Linked DNA regions of Aedes albopictus: region 1 is linked to region 2. Evidence: chromatin contacts called from public Hi-C data. All regions are on one chromosome and are shown on one strand. Each heading gives the region's core, a stretch centred on a gene start, on an enhancer-like site or on the middle of the called end of the contact. The rest is flanking DNA. Distances are from core to core; before and after follow the strand shown.

What was found. Hi-C and Micro-C count contacts between places; a contact is called where the count stands out from the background.
Region 1: a Hi-C map of embryo shows a contact between it and region 2, with 8 times the contacts expected there. The contact joins the promoter of LOC109401894 here to the promoter of LOC134285056 in region 2. A contact is called at or near these places in 2 of 3 Hi-C or Micro-C datasets (embryo and whole body).

The regions. Positions count from the first base shown.
Region 1 is chr1:65,968,267-65,971,695 of AalbF5, reverse strand. It overlaps LOC109401894 (clusterin-associated protein 1), which reads right to left and starts at 1,706. Exons shown (of 3, transcript XM_019674504.3): 1 at 1,534-1,706. The coding sequence starts at 1,555.
Region 2 is chr1:65,790,521-65,793,632 of AalbF5, reverse strand. LOC134285056 (mucin-19-like) reads left to right here and starts at 1,342. Exons shown (of 1, transcript XM_062845054.1): 1 at 1,342-3,112. The coding sequence starts at 1,632. The coding sequence ends at 2,603.

The DNA.
Region 1 (3,429 bases), core at 457-2,956, 180 kb before region 2:
TTCTACTCGAATCCTCGGGAGGATTCTACTCGAATCCTCGGGAGGATTCTACTCGAATCCTCGGGAGGATTCTACTCGAATCTTTGGGAGGATTCTACTCGAATCCTCGGGAGGATTCTACTTGAATCCTCGGGAGGATTCTACTTGAATCCTCGGGAGGATTCTACTTGAATCCTCGGGAAGATTCTAGTCGAATCTTTGGGAGAATTCTACTCGAATCCTCTGGAGGATTGTACTCGAATGCTCGGAAGGATTCTACTCGAATCCTCGGAAGGATTCTACTCGAATCCTCGGAAGGATTCTACTCGAATCCTCGGAAGGATTCTACTCGAATCCTCGGAAGGATTCTACTCGAATCCTCGGAAGGATTCTACTCGAATCCTCGGAAGGATTCTACTCGAATCCTCGGAAGGATTCTACTCGAATCCTCGGAAGGATTCTACTCGAATCATCGGGAGGATTCTACTCGAATCCTCGGGAGGATTCTACTCGAATCCTCGGGAGGATTCTACTCGAATCCTCGGGAGGATTCTACTCGAATCCTCGGGAGGATTCTACTCGAATCCTCGGGAGGATTCTACTCGAATCCTCGGGAGGATTCTACTCGAATCCTCGGGAGGATTCTACTCGAATCCTCGGGAGGATTCTACTCGAATCCTCGGGAGGATTCTACTCGAATCCTCGGGAGGATTCTACTCGAATCCTCGGGAGGATTCTACTCGAATCCTCGGGAGGATTCTACTCGAATCCTCGGAGGATTCTACTCGAATCCTCGGGAGGATTCTACTCGAATCCTCGGGAGGATTCTACTCGAATCCTCGGGAGGATTCTACTCGAATCCTCGGGAGGATTCTACTCGAATCCTCGGGAGGATTCTACTCGAATCCTCGGGAGGATTCTACTCGAATCCTCGGGAGGATTCTACTTGAATCCTCGGGAGGATTCTACTTGAATCCTCGGGAGGATTCTACTTGAATCCTCGGGAAGATTCTAGTCGAATCTTTGGGAGAATTCTACTCGAATCCTCTGGAGGATTGTACTCGAATGCTCGGAAGGATTCTACTCGAATTCTACTCGAACTCTGGGGAGTATTCTACTTGAATCTTCGGGAGGATTCTACTCGAATCCTCAGAAGGATTCTACTCGAATCCTAAGGAGGATTCTACCTTGGATTCTACTCGAAACCTCAGGAGCATTCTCATCGAAAACACTGGCGATTCTACTCGATATCTGGGGATTCTACTGAAAAGTTTCTGAAAATTCTACTGGAAATCCCAGAGACTTCAACTCTAAGTTTCCACGGAAGATGATCGAAACCTAGACGGTTTTGCTAGAATACTACGAAAACCTGAGGATTCCCTTCGAATTCCTAGAGAATTAATCTCGAACACACTGAGAATCTACACGTCATCCATTAGGATTGTACTTGAAATTACTGAGGATTTTACTCAAAAATCGCTGCAATGTCTACTTGGATTATCTGGAGAATCTACTCGACACTACTGAGGACGCTTTGCGGTTTTAGGAACTTACCTCGAACGTCTTTAAACGACATCTTCGCCTAAATCCGGAACCTAACTTCCGATCGGAGAGCTGCAAATCTGGATGAACGAATTCAACACCGTTTCCGTTCTTGTTTGGGTCCACAATGGTTGCCTTGACAACGGGACGAACTTGTCGGACTCGCATCGATTTCTACTCGGGCATCCGTCACCGAGTGTTTGACAGCAGTTCGATGTCAACAAAACATGCTCGCGCGCGCACACACACGTTCTCAGGCACGTGTTGTGCGAGAGAGCGGTTTTTGTTTATGGGAGAGTGCGAGAGTACAGCTGGAGAGAGGCTGAGAGTGATTTTATGACAGTAGTGCCCAACAATGGGACAAAATCGAGTGAGTTTCACTCGACGTTGGATTAATTTCCGGACATGAAGTCACAGTCACGAGATCGTTCGAGTCGTTCTTCGCGCGAGAGCGAAGAGAGACCACCACGACGACTCTGCAGACACAAGGGACGGACAGTAGCAGGGCAGCAAAATCAAAACGTCAAATCAAAACATTGAAAATTTTCACACGGAACGGACGGACGGACGACTGAATGAACGATACGAACGAAGGAACGACGACGTCGGATTGGACGGGAGTGTACCTGTGTGATTGACTCTTGTCGTCTTTTATCTGCGCGCGGGGTGCAGTGTGATTGAGCAGTGTGAGATACAGAACCTTCGACGGAAGGGCAGTGCGGTCGGAACGAAGTCGAAAATTGGACGGATTTCGCGTGAAAACGGTTCCCCCGAGGGTGTTGGATGTTGTGAAATACAAGGCTAGCAAGAGGAAGTGTTGTTTTGGGGCCGACGACTGAAGTGGCGCAGGTGGTGCTAGTGTTTTGATGTGTGTAGTGTGCAGTGCAAGGGTGTGTGTTTGGGCAGCCGAAGGGAGAGGTAACAAGTGCGAAAAAATTGAAGTCATTTGTTGCTTCATCGACAACTGGGTCGAGAGGTTGAATCCCGGTGGAATCGGGGTGCACGGGGGGAAGAGGCGCGACAGTGATTGGGCGGAAATCGGGGGTCGAGATTTCTGGAAACAACAGGGAAAGTGAAAGATCTTGAAGGATTCGTCAAGGACTCTGTGGGGTGTTGATTGGCTCACCGACGACCATCATCATCGTGAGAAGCGCTAATAAGCGCTCTAGCTCTTCGTGAGTGGCTGTCCTTGCATCAGAGCAGGCGACGACGACGACAACGGTGCTATCGAATCAAGTGCAAGTGATCATCAGACATCGTCGTCGGGTCACTTGGATGGGATAGAATACAACGATCGCAACATACATAGTGTCAGACGGTGGTGCAAGGCGGAGACAGCGATAGGCAGACCAACCGGACCGGACGGTGTTCATTGCTTGCAAATTGGCACCTTCCTCTGCGTTGTTCTTGCGCTGTTGTTCGCTGACCAGGCGAATGGTTTTCAACGCTCGGTGAAGGTAATACTCATTTGCAGATATCTATCTAGTGTTTATCGCATCATGGGATCAAGCGACCGAGGTCAATGGAGTGCAGGATGACAACCGAAGCCAGATTTGCATCACCAATGATAACAACGAAAGATCAATTCGTTGATATTAGAACAAGCAATCATAGTAGTCGATGATAATCCGTCACCCTACTGTCAGAAATACATTTTCATTCTTGTGCTGGTTTTTAACAAAACAGCACACATTTCAATCACTCTGCAATAGTTTATATGGAATATAATCTATCGGTATGGAATCTGGTAATGAATATGATTTAGTTGGAACTGAACAAATTGTCTTTGAAATCGAAGTGGATAGCACGAATAAGAATCAGACCTCAGACCTATGCTATTACAGTCGACTTTCCATGTTTCGATATTGAAGGGACCATCGAGATAGTGAGAGATCATATTGAAGAACC
Region 2 (3,112 bases), core at 93-2,592:
ATAGGATTGTTTGCAGCCAACATCAATTGGGTTCCCCCATTGACAATGCATTTGAGTTCCCTAAACATTGGTACAAGATGCGGGAATCGAAAACGTGACGTCATCGCACCCTGGTGCGATGGACAGTATTATCAATCTGTAGCTTCACCACAGAGAAGAAACATCCAAGTCCAGTTCCGAAACTGTGTAAGGAATTTAACGGCATTTTGAAATCGACAACACAAGTGGCAACATCGTGGCGCTTAGTGGATAACTGACACTGAGGAAGATTACAAGTGGTAGTCGAAATACGCGTATCTGTCAAAGGATAAGCAACATAGGGCGGAATTAAAAGGTACGAAACTGATTACACTCATTCGAAGATGGCGCTAGTTTACAACGGTTTTTATTTTAAAATTTTGGACGAGAATTTCAAGAACCTTTGCACTAGCTGGCACGTCGGTTCGTCGGTGTTATCATGATGGCCATCCAGGACCGGGTTATTGCGGACGAAGAATTATCGGCGGGACATATTGCACGAAGACGTGACGGAGGACCGCAGTAGGAAGTGCAATTCAGTATTTTTCTAGAAACGATCGAGCATTTCGTTGCAGGCTGTTCAGTGTTAGCTGGAGCAGCCTACCTTGATCGTCACAACAAAGTTGGCACCTGGAGTTGTCCCTAAATCTCTCCTGAGGTCCCTAGACGACTTAGAATTGAAGAAAGACCTGAACAACGACCTGACAAGACGGTTCCCAAATCACCACAACTGAAAAACAAAAACAAATGCAGACTCATTAGGGTTATAGGCAAAACCGACCTTTCAACGTTCATTTCCGAAATAATGAAGAACCCTTAATTCAACCACAACTTGCCCCTCGTTCAAAGTGGCTGCGTACGGTGTAGAAGTATAGCTCTAACACACATTCACAAGTAGAGTAGTTGTATACGACGACCCGTGCCAGAAGGTAATCGAAGGGTAAAGGAAGCTGCTCATGTCATGGCAATTTCTACTTCTGATAAGGATTGATTCGAAAGATGCTTGCCAAAACCAGATGTATTTACAAATCTCAATTATATTCGTTAAAAAATGAATGTTATGGATGAACACGTGTAGATTTTAGCATGAATCCACAATTAAACGAATAATTTAACCTCAACATGAGCGAAGGTTAGATCAAGGCGTCCTAACCCTATTCAATACAAACAGCGCCATAGTCAAAACAAAAATAAAAACGAAAACATGCTCCGTTCGTTCTACTTCCTCTCTTTTCCTAGCCTTGCTGCTTGGTTATCACGCATTGAGCACAACCATACAAATATCCATTCATGACTATGTGATTCAAGCCGTAGCGAGAGCACACGAAGTTTTATTGCACCAATCAGTCAGTGCCATAACAAAACCGCACACATAGTAGCCCGAGACGAATGTGTGTTTGAACACTGTTAATCGCCTACTTCGCGATACAGCACTTCTGTTTCTGTCAAAATCATTGCAAAAATCGTAGTGCCGTACAGTGACACGGATGTGAGACAATTCGACTGGAAAAAAGTGTTAAATTTGGAACTTTAACTATGCGATATTGACCCTTCGAGTCGATCGAAGGCATCATCAGTGCAGTGACAACGCAGTACCAGTTTTAAACGCAACAATGGAGTACGGCAAGGCCATTTTCTGGCTGCTGTTCGGATTGAGTTGGGTGTTTCTGGTGAATTCTGGGGATATTGCGAACAGTGGGGATTCCCCAAGGGAATCCCTGAGCAAAGGGCGTGAACTGAATGCGACTGTATCGCAAGTGATTCAAGCGTTGGGGGACAGCCCATATCATGGAGACAGCAGTCAGGAGCACTCGAAGCGGGGTCGAATCTTCGCGAGGAAAGGCGTAGACATGAATGGAACTACGACTACGACCTCGACACCTAGTGTTGCTGCAACAGCGCCGAAAGCCAGCGAAGCGCAACAACTGAGCAATGTTACAACGGCGGCGTCCAAATCGCAGCAACCACCGCCGCCAGTGCCGCAGGTTAACATCAGCAATCCAGTTGTAGTAGGCGGCGCCGCCGTCGTCAACTCGACTACGGTTGCGAAAACGAAAGCAACTACGTCGGTGCCTGCTACGAACGCTACTTCCAGCGTTGAGCTTCCAGCGGTTGTTGCGAACTCGACTGCGAGTTCAACAACATCCACAACTCCTTCGACGACGACGACGACGACGACAACGACAACAACGTCGACTACAACAACAACCACCACCACAACAACAACTACGACAAAACCTCCAAAGAAGCCAAAAATAACCTACTCCGTGGATGACGAACCGAAACTTCTCCAAGCGGCCAAACCCGGCTACAACGCGGGATCCTCCTCCTCGGCGAGCGACGCCAACGGACGGCTGCACGTCGATGAACCCCTGGTGGAACTCTCGCAGGAGTACATCCCTCCGGCGTTGATGGGACCGCCCCGAGGTCACCGGGAGTACGTGGTCCCGGTGGTGACGCTAATCTTTGCGATTCCCCTGCTGATGGGTCTGTTCCTGCTGTCCTACCGGCGAGCGAAGGAGTTCTGGCTAACCCGGCACTACCGCCGGATGGACTTCCTCGTGGACGGGATGTATAACTACTAGGTGGAGCATCAGGAGGGTCCAAAGGAGCAGCGGTGCCGTGCAATAATCAGCGCGCGTCTCATCTTTCCAGCAGAAACAAGAGTTCTGACAATAAATTTCAAATGTTTTGAAATGCGCAATACCGATCTAGTGACCAACGACTGATTATTGCACCCGAATCGAATTCTTATCGAAGTTACCGGGAACTTTTGTGCGAAACGAAGGAAATATCTTATGCCAATACACTTTTTTGAGGTTTTTTTTATGTATAAATCTTACATTATTGTTTCTTACCCATTCAAAACATACTAGCCAATATGGAGCATGTTTCCCTTTGGAACGGTCCTTGCTTGTAGCAATTCCGCAAATTAGTAAACAATGCTCACACATACAGGTATTCACATAAAACAGTCGTAATAATCTAGCTAAAACAAATCGATATCAGAAAATTAATCATAGGAAAAATCAAACGCGGATCACGTAGGATCTTTGAGTTTAGGAGCGAAGTGCCTTTTCGAATGAGTTTACAC